Linked DNA regions of Mus musculus: region 1 is linked to region 2. The links are chromatin contacts, called in public promoter capture Hi-C maps. All regions are on one chromosome and are shown on one strand. Each heading gives the region's core, a stretch centred on a gene start, on an enhancer-like site or on the middle of the called end of the contact. The rest is flanking DNA. Distances are from core to core; before and after follow the strand shown. Region 1 holds the start of Wars2 (tryptophanyl tRNA synthetase 2 (mitochondrial)). Region 2 holds the start of Map9 (microtubule-associated protein 9).

Region 1 (4,175 bases), core at 834-3,333, about 17 Mb before region 2:
GCCACTTTAATAATGGCCATAGAGGACAGGTATCTCTTTCAGAAACTTAAAATGCCCAAACAGCATCAGTGACTATAGGTTTGTAGGAAGATTTATGCTTTTAAATTTTCCTGGTTATAAAAGTGATATATCTGCAATTTGAAACACACAAAAACAAAGGCTTAAAGCACGCTTCAATTACTTTTAATCCACTATTTAGGATGAACAAAGCCCATCAAAAATGGTTGTTTTCCTTCCAGTCTTTCTTCCTATGAGTAAACACTTCTGTGCAAACACTGCTGCCATCATATTCTGAACACAGTGTTTAATCTTTTCCATCAGTCTTTCAGGAGAACTTCATCAGTGCTTTGGTACCTGCATCATCATGTGTACTGAGCAAGCATCCTGCCACTTAGCTATCCTCTCACTTTTTATTTTGAGACAAAGAATTTCACTTAATCACCCAGGCTGGTTTTAAACTTGTGACCCCCTCCCCTCCTCCTCTGCCACCAGAATAGCTGGGATTCCAGGCCTCTGCCACCAGACTGGGCTTGCCTTAATCTTTCATGCTATCATTTTTAACTGATATGCATTATAACACTGCAGAAACTAACTTTAACATTTAATTCTTTATATTTAAAGTGAAATCAAGGGTTTAAAAACAGTAATCTGTCCTAGATATTCTTGGTTGTATACACATTAATATGCCTATCAGATTCCAAAAAATGAAATTCCCAAACCTCAAGAAAAACAACATTTGATGATTAAAGCCGGAATCAATTCTTAACTAACACTGTTTCTTAAAATGTAAAGTAACATTTGAATAGTTGTTTGCTGAATTTCTAGTATTGTGTCTTTTATTCGTAAAGAATCTTGTGAAGTTTACATTAAAGAAAAAAAAAGTAAGTTCAGAGAATGAGTAACTTGTGGGATGATTCAAAATATAATATTACATGCTAGTTTCATCTACTCTTGCTGGCTATGTTTTACCTTCATAGTCATGAACCCATAAGCTTTCCAGTCTTGGAAGTACATCAACATGCCAATCACTCCAATTCTCCCTCTATTCCATCTGCCCAGAGGATTACAACTGGTTCTGTAACACAGCTAGCAAATGTTAGAAAAAGCCAGGAACTTTTAGGACCAGGCCAGAAAGCTTTCCAATAATACATCAGTTACAACATGACACCCTCATGTCATATCTGTGCATTAATGGCTATGAATATGCAATGTGTAAAAATTACTTCATCACAGAAGTTCAAGTTTCCTTCCCGCTCTCAGACAAGACTTCCGAGATCATCTATGTCAAACTGATATATTCTGGGATGTTTTGTGCTTGTCAGAACAAAGCAAATTCCCCAACACCTTTTGGCTCTGAGGATAAAATGCAAATGTGGCGGGGCTCGACATAATATATCATGCTCATCAGCTCAGTCGTGGTAATCGCAGTGCTGCCAGGCAAGCAACACTATGAAGTACCTCGGCAGCTTGTTGCTGTTGGTTACAGGGCCTGGTAGATGCAGGCGCCTAAGGATCACCGAGCACCGATTCTTGCTCGCGTTCCACACGCTAGCTACTGCACTAACCTAAACAACCCAATTCTAAGAAAACTTTTCTGATTTCTCCGCTGCACCCCGGGAAGTTGTAAGGGGGAGGAGGCTAAAAACGTAACAGAACGGTGCGCAAGAGAACGATCGATCGCAGAGCAACTAAGTTTCTGATAACGTCACACTCTTTCAGGAGATGGCTTCCTGCGTTGCCAGGCAACACTGGCCACGCGGCCCGGCGGCGTGTGCTTTCCAGCAGCAGCACCTCCTGCGGTCACATGTGTGCAACGTCGCTGTGGTCTGAGTTGGGGACAGTCATAGGCTAGTGGACCTCGGAGAGAAAGTGTGGAGGGCTCTTTACAGGAAGCAGGAAGGGAGAAATAAGTGGCGGAAGGGAAGGGGAGCGGGAAGGCGCTCGCAGGATCGGAGACCTAAAGCAGAAGACCGGCTCGGGTTACCTGGGGAGCCAGAGTTGCTGCGGGTCCTTTGTGAAGTGCCCGGATGAAGCGCCAGCACTCACGGGCCTTCCGCACAGAGAACAGCGCCATCTTGAGAAGGGCGGGGCCGCCGGCCCGGAATGACGTCTGCGGGCGAGCCGAGTTGTGCTTACTACGCATGCGCCTGTCCTCTGGGCTGCCGCTGGCCAAAGTAGCTCAGTACCGATGTTTCCTAAGTTTGCAGCGCAGGTGCGCCTTGGAATAGGTGGCCCTAGGCTTTAGTGTTTTCCCGACCATCTTCTCCTTTGTGCCAGCTTCCTTGAGGGAGACTCAAGAAATGAGTTGTTGCTCTTTAGACGTGGAAGTAAAGGAAATCACCCACCCTAAACGAAGGCTAAAAACAGACCCACGGCTCCTGGAATCCTAGCACCTTCGGATTTCCTTGGAGACCAAAGGTGGAAAAAAATAGGTAATTTCTCACCCTGCAGTTCCGAAGAAAAGCAGTCAATGATTCTGGCAAAGCCATGTCTCACCACCTGCTCTCTAATACAAAACTACATGACTTGCTATCCTGTGTTCATTGATACTGAACCTTAGACCAATAAACGTCAGCTCTCACAGTTTTGAAGTTGAACTGGGTTTATTTCATTTTCCCTCCATTGACTTATTTCTTACAGGAAAAAGTCATGTAGTTTTTTGTTTGTTTGTTTGTTTTTTAATCAAGCTTCCAGATGCAGCTTTCCATTCGTGTCTCTTAAGAATGAAGCCTGCTTCTCTTAGAGGACCATAAATGACTTTTTGAGACCTACATGCTGGTCATCGGGTCTGCAACTTTACTCTAGTGCCCTGAGTGAAACACTGATGGATATGTGTGTACCTTGCCTTCCGGAAGTGTGGGGTCTCATGGGTTCAGAGAATGAATTATGCATACTGACGAGGTGATATAGAAGCAAGTACCAAGTTCAGAGTGGACAATGCTTAGAGCTGCAGTGCTCCGCGGAGGTTCAGTAACAATGACACCAGTGATGCTTGATGGAAGATGTTTTGTGTAAAGATGATGACTTCTCTCAGTGAACTGAAAACTCTCAGATTAAAAATCAGTAAAAAATATAAAGAGCAGATTTGACACAATCCCATTGCATTGGTTATATTAGTCTAAGAAACACATACTGGAAATTATCAAAGATTCATAGGCAGTAAGCTGTATTTGAGATGCCTGTACTCCCGAGGAGTTGAAATCTAAAGTAAGATAAAACTCCAGTCATACAATAAAATCTTAGAAGCATGCAATTGTTCCAGAGTAACTGGAAGTGAGCAGGGAAGGAATTACAGGTATGAGGTGGAGAAAGCTGAAGAAGCCATGGTTCCGCCCTCAGCAGAACATAACAATATGATTTTGTTGTTAAAATTTGAGGCACATGTATTTCCAGGTGCAATGCACTTTGACTACATACCCGAGTATAGAGCCAACGGGACACTTGAGCTACAAAACATGGTAATAGACTCCAAAAACTGAATAAACTAGATTGAATTTAGAATAAAAAGTGGCCGAGTAATGGAAATAAAGTGGCCAGGAATTAATAGAAAACCCAAGACACATGGTGTAGCAGAAGCCCAGGACAAAGCCAGTCAAGAGAAGATATAGACAATGGTTACTGTAACATGGGGTTTTATAAATGCCTTAGGTGTCTAGTCTTCAGATAGAAAGCAAAGTATTACTATTTGCATAGCTATATAATTAATTAGATTATAACCCCAGGAGTTAACATTAGACTTCTAATGTTCTTAGCTATCCAGATTGCAGAATAAAAAACCCTGGCATCAAGCCAGTGATGCCAGTGCATTTTCAGAGTCTTCTGCCCAGGTGCCTATCTAGTACTGGTAACATTTTAATGGGGGGGGGGGATATCTCCAGGACACGTTCTCAGTAAAGACACTTTATCAATACTCGCCTTCAATACCATAATGTTTGAATAAATCATTTGCTGTTGTGACTCATTATTAGGAAAACATCTCTTACATTATTATGAAAATATCCCTTACATACTTTTGCTGGCCCTCACAGATAAGTTAATAATACCCCTTGAAGTCAATAAAGATTGCTATGCTTCTGTGTACTGAGCCTGTTTAATCTGCCTTTAAGAGAGCAAGGGACAGAGGAAATGATATAATTCCAAAAAATAAAAAAGAGAACAATGTAATAACCAACCTT
Region 2 (4,332 bases), core at 808-3,307:
AAAATTAAGAGTGGCTTCCTAACTCACTGCACACATAGAATTCTGAAGCTAGTGAATTCACAGGCATCCATCATGAGAGGTTATGGGATAGGTGAAATGCAACTAAGACAGCAAAACACAGGACCCTGGCTCATTTGTCTATTCACTTACATACCAATCTCGTCACTGTCAAAGTCATCGGAGTATTCGGAACTTCTCTGCCTGGCTGACCGGGCTGTAATGGCTCTGATCAGCTCATCCTGCAACGAGATCAGTAACTAACATCAATTCCCATTCAAGCAGGGATGTCTCGTACTTAGATCTTAAAACAACTATACTCGGTTATTCTACATTCACATTTAAGTTCATTCACCCAACTTTACTCTAAGCCTACGCTGTACAACGTACCCACGTCATCAGACTCAGCGCAGAATTGAGCCATTTCCTCGGGACTGGTAAATAAATAGGAAGTGACTACTAGTATTAGATAGATTAATTGCAGGTTACAATCTTCGCTAAATGCTAATGAATGATAGGGGCATCAATTTAATTGGATTTACTAGAAACTGACATTCTGTTACAGATGCCTACATTTTGAGGGAGGGAAGTGCTTAGGTTTGACAAGCATGACAGGCTACTTTGATAGCCTACCACTGAGGCAGACCCTCAGCCTCAAACTGGTCCTTGAAGTGTATTACAGAGATGGGCATAATGTGATAAACACGGGAACAAGAGTTGGATGCAGCATTGGCACAGTCAGACCTTGTGACGCTTACGACAGAAAACCAAAATCTAAAGAGAGCCAAGCTCTGAAGTCGCTCTTTGGCTTGCAACTTAGAAACCAAATATTGAAGACAGGATCCTACAGAGAGGGGTGTTTCAATACTGGAGCCCAAAGTTGACAGATGACCTACAACACACTAACAGTGAAGCAAGAACTCCTCCCACGTCATGCCAGATCTTGTGAGAACCAGCAAGGGCTAGGCAGCAGCATAATCAAAACCAAATGCTTTGCAGCGTTTTACCTGAAAGGAAGTTCTCTTGGTAGCCTTTGGACTCTTGGTGTACGCCAAAGTTGTGCTGAAGATTTCATCGGACATGGTGTGTCCTTTTTCTCTGCTTTTATACAACAGTTAATAAATTACTGAAATAATTCATTCAACCTCTGATGGTGGCTGAAATATACATATAAATATTTTAAAGAATTAGACGTTTTTACATGATCAAGACACTGTTCCTGGGATTAGTGCCCCACAACCCCGCTCCAAAGAGAAATCGCTCTAATCATTGTACAATATATTCACCTAAAAACGTTAAGAGCGTTTTATGTTAAGTACATAAAAATTTCACAACAAATTGGTTTTCACGAAAAGAAAATCCATGAGGAAGTTATTACTGTTCTACATCCACTAGAAGGATGAATGAACTACATAATAACAAAATGTTGCCAAACAATTTCACTTTCCATTATTAAAAACACACAGCATTGCGGACGCCACCACGACTTAGTTCAAGCTGCAACCAAGAGGACTGTCAAGGTTCCCAGCCCCGGAAATGGCTTGCACATAACAGTATTCAAAACGATGCTTAACCACAAGCAGCAGCGACATTTTCCCAAACCATTCGTTTGCTGTTACACACACATCTCCACACTAAGTTGCAGCACATCAGGCTTCCAGCGCGCGACGTCGGAGGCCCATTTGGATCGCCGGCCACCGCCCAGAGCTCCCCGGGCTGGCCAGGCGGCGTCCGCATCCCAGCTCCGCGCGGCTCCCGGCCCAGCACGCGCCAGGGCCCCGCACACCCAGCACGGTCCCCTCCGTTCCTCCACGTACCACGGCCCGCGCCTCCTGCATCCACCCCGCTCCCCGTGCACCCGGGCCCCTGTGACCACCTGAGAACCCAGCGGCTATGCTCTAGCACAGGTGTCGCCCCCGGCCCGGGCCTCGCGGTCTGGGAAACCAGGTATTGGAATAACCTGGAGGCGGGGCAAAAGATGGAGGCAGAAGGCGGTTGCTAGGCAACAGCGTCCCCGGGAGGAAGTGACTTCCAACCGCCTGGTCTCTTGGGTACCCAACACCGCCTTTCCGCCGGCGTCGCTGGGACAACCGCACAGACCAAGGAAGTGACATCACTGGTGGAGGTGTTGGGAGCGCGGTGCCCTATCAGCTTGTGTGCAATGGCTGTTACCTAGGAAACAAGACCGGCCCTCTGCCATCACGCCACAAGGAACCTTGATTGCCCCTGCTCAGAGTCCTTGTTTATAGGCAGGTATTGCGTGACCACGATGCAAAGCTTCCTTTTGCTAGTTAGAACGTGGAATGCGTGAGTCAGTGCAGTGTCAGCGGACTCAACAGAACGACGTAGTAGTGACGTTTGCAATCGTCGGAGTTAAACTGCACGTTTGATTCTTGGAATATGCAAAATAAGATCTCTATGATTTGATAAGAAACTAATAAGACTGTCTCCTTAAAGGATTGCAGTGAATACCGAATACAATATATAGCGAAATATTGGGAAATGTTTAGAATCGCATTCAGTTAATATTACATAGGAGCGTTTCTTGTAAGTAATGCAGTTGGGGGGGGGGGGGCGGAGGAGGAGGAGGCAGAGAGTAGGGGTAGGGGTGTGTGTGCTAAAGTATCCCATAAGCACACACAGCCCAGAGCCTGTTTTACATCTTTGGTGAAAAGTTTACCCTTTCTATATTTAGTAGATAATCTGGTTAAAAAGAAGTCAGCAAATAAAACACAGGGGAGAAGGCTGGAAAAAGTACTGCTGACAGTATCACTATCTTTGCCATTTAATAATTTATTAATACACAAAACACTTAAACTTTTAAAGTTACACAGACTTCATCTATTTTTAACTTGAAAAAGGTATGTCGAAATCAATTCATTAACAAGTGACTAAACTTGTTTCTGTATCTCCACAATGTTTCTTTTAAAAAATAACCCTGACAAATAGATCTTTAAATACACAAAAACAAATATGAAGTTCAGTGAGAAAAAGGTTTCTAAGTAATATTTGCAATAACTCCTTTAAAAAGCCTAGTTTAAGTTTTTCAACTTGTTCTTGGTTGGTAAATTTGTTTTGGCTAATTATGTTGTTTTTAACTATTTTTAAGTGAATATCTGCATAAGGAAAAGATTTTCTATTTTCACCAGTTACTGTTAGCTTTTCTATCCTACATTTTATTAACATCTATGATTCTGATAAAGGCCCTGTACCCACGGCGGGTACCCAAATGGGAAGAACTAATTTTTAGATAATGTGTAAGGGCTCTATTCATTTGGTATTCATTTAACTGATATAACTTTAATGTAGGCATGACTTACAAAAATAAACTTACAACAACATCAATGATAGAGAACACTGAGTTCCCAGCTACCAATAGGGCCGGGTTGCACACAATGGGAATGGGTTTCGGATGGTTGTTTGCCACAAGCACAAAGTGAGAGGCTCTAAAGAGAATTCTTTCTAGCAGCAATTCAGTTGTTACACATGTGAGTTTGAGTTGAGTACTAAGTATGGGAGAGAAGGCTGGACCTGAAGTCCAGTATATGGACCCACCTAACCATGGTTTTGAGTGGCTCAGCACAGGAACTGCTTTTAGTTAGTGCTCAAGATAATTTACTGTCAGTGATTCTTCAGGTTGCCTTTTGGTTTTGGTGTGTGTGTGTCTTTGTGTGTGTGCATGTGTGCACCTGCATGAGCACCTGTGCATGCCTGCATGTGTTTGGGCAGGATATAGGGTAGACGAAGACCCCTTTTCATATCACAAAGAAATTGAGATGTGACTTTTATTCAGCAGTTCCTAATCCTCGCTTAGCACAAAGTTAGTTGTTCTGTGGCTTGTGGTACAGGTTAGAGATCAGAAAAAATTGTTTAAAGGAACAAGGGTCTGTGCTCACAATCATCATGGGAGCAGTCTATGGGCACTGGATGGTATGCTGTAAGACATGAGTCCCCACAGCTCTTGCAGGTTGAAGGCTGAGTTCAGATACAAGTTGCAGAATTGTGGGGGGAAGGCACTGTGGCCAGGGAGAGACTCACAAAGGGGAACATCAGAGTCACAAGGAAAGCCACCTCATTGTAGTGATCTGTGGTGACTTAAGTGTATTTTTTTCTGTATGTGGGAAAAACTTAACATCACTATTTGAAAGAAATATCAACATTATCAAAATTAAAATGGAGTCACTTTGGTCAACCTTAAACTTAAAAGCAAATAATGAGCCAGGCAGTGGTGATGCACGCCTTTAATCCCAGCACTTGGGAGGCAGAGGCAGGCAGATTTCTGAGTTTGAGGCCAGCCGGGTCTACAGAGTGAGTTCCAGGACAGCCAGGGCTACA

The links. Promoter capture Hi-C pulls out the DNA fragments that hold promoters and counts their contacts.
Region 1: a contact with region 2 is called in a promoter capture Hi-C map of pre-B cells. The contact joins the promoter of Wars2 here to the promoter of Map9 in region 2. A contact is called at or near these places in 1 of 39 promoter capture datasets (pre-B cells) and 1 of 484 Hi-C or Micro-C datasets (CD4 T cells).

Annotation. Positions count from the first base shown.
Region 1 is chr3:99,138,998-99,143,172 of GRCm38.p6, reverse strand. Wars2 (tryptophanyl tRNA synthetase 2 (mitochondrial)) reads right to left here and starts at 2,083. Exons shown (of 6, transcript NM_027462.4): 1 at 1,985-2,083. The coding sequence starts at 2,074.
Region 2 is chr3:82,355,797-82,360,128 of GRCm38.p6, reverse strand. Map9 (microtubule-associated protein 9) reads right to left here and starts at 2,057. Exons shown (of 14, transcript NM_001081230.1): 1 at 1,874-2,057; 2 at 1,005-1,154; 3 at 155-239. The coding sequence starts at 1,079.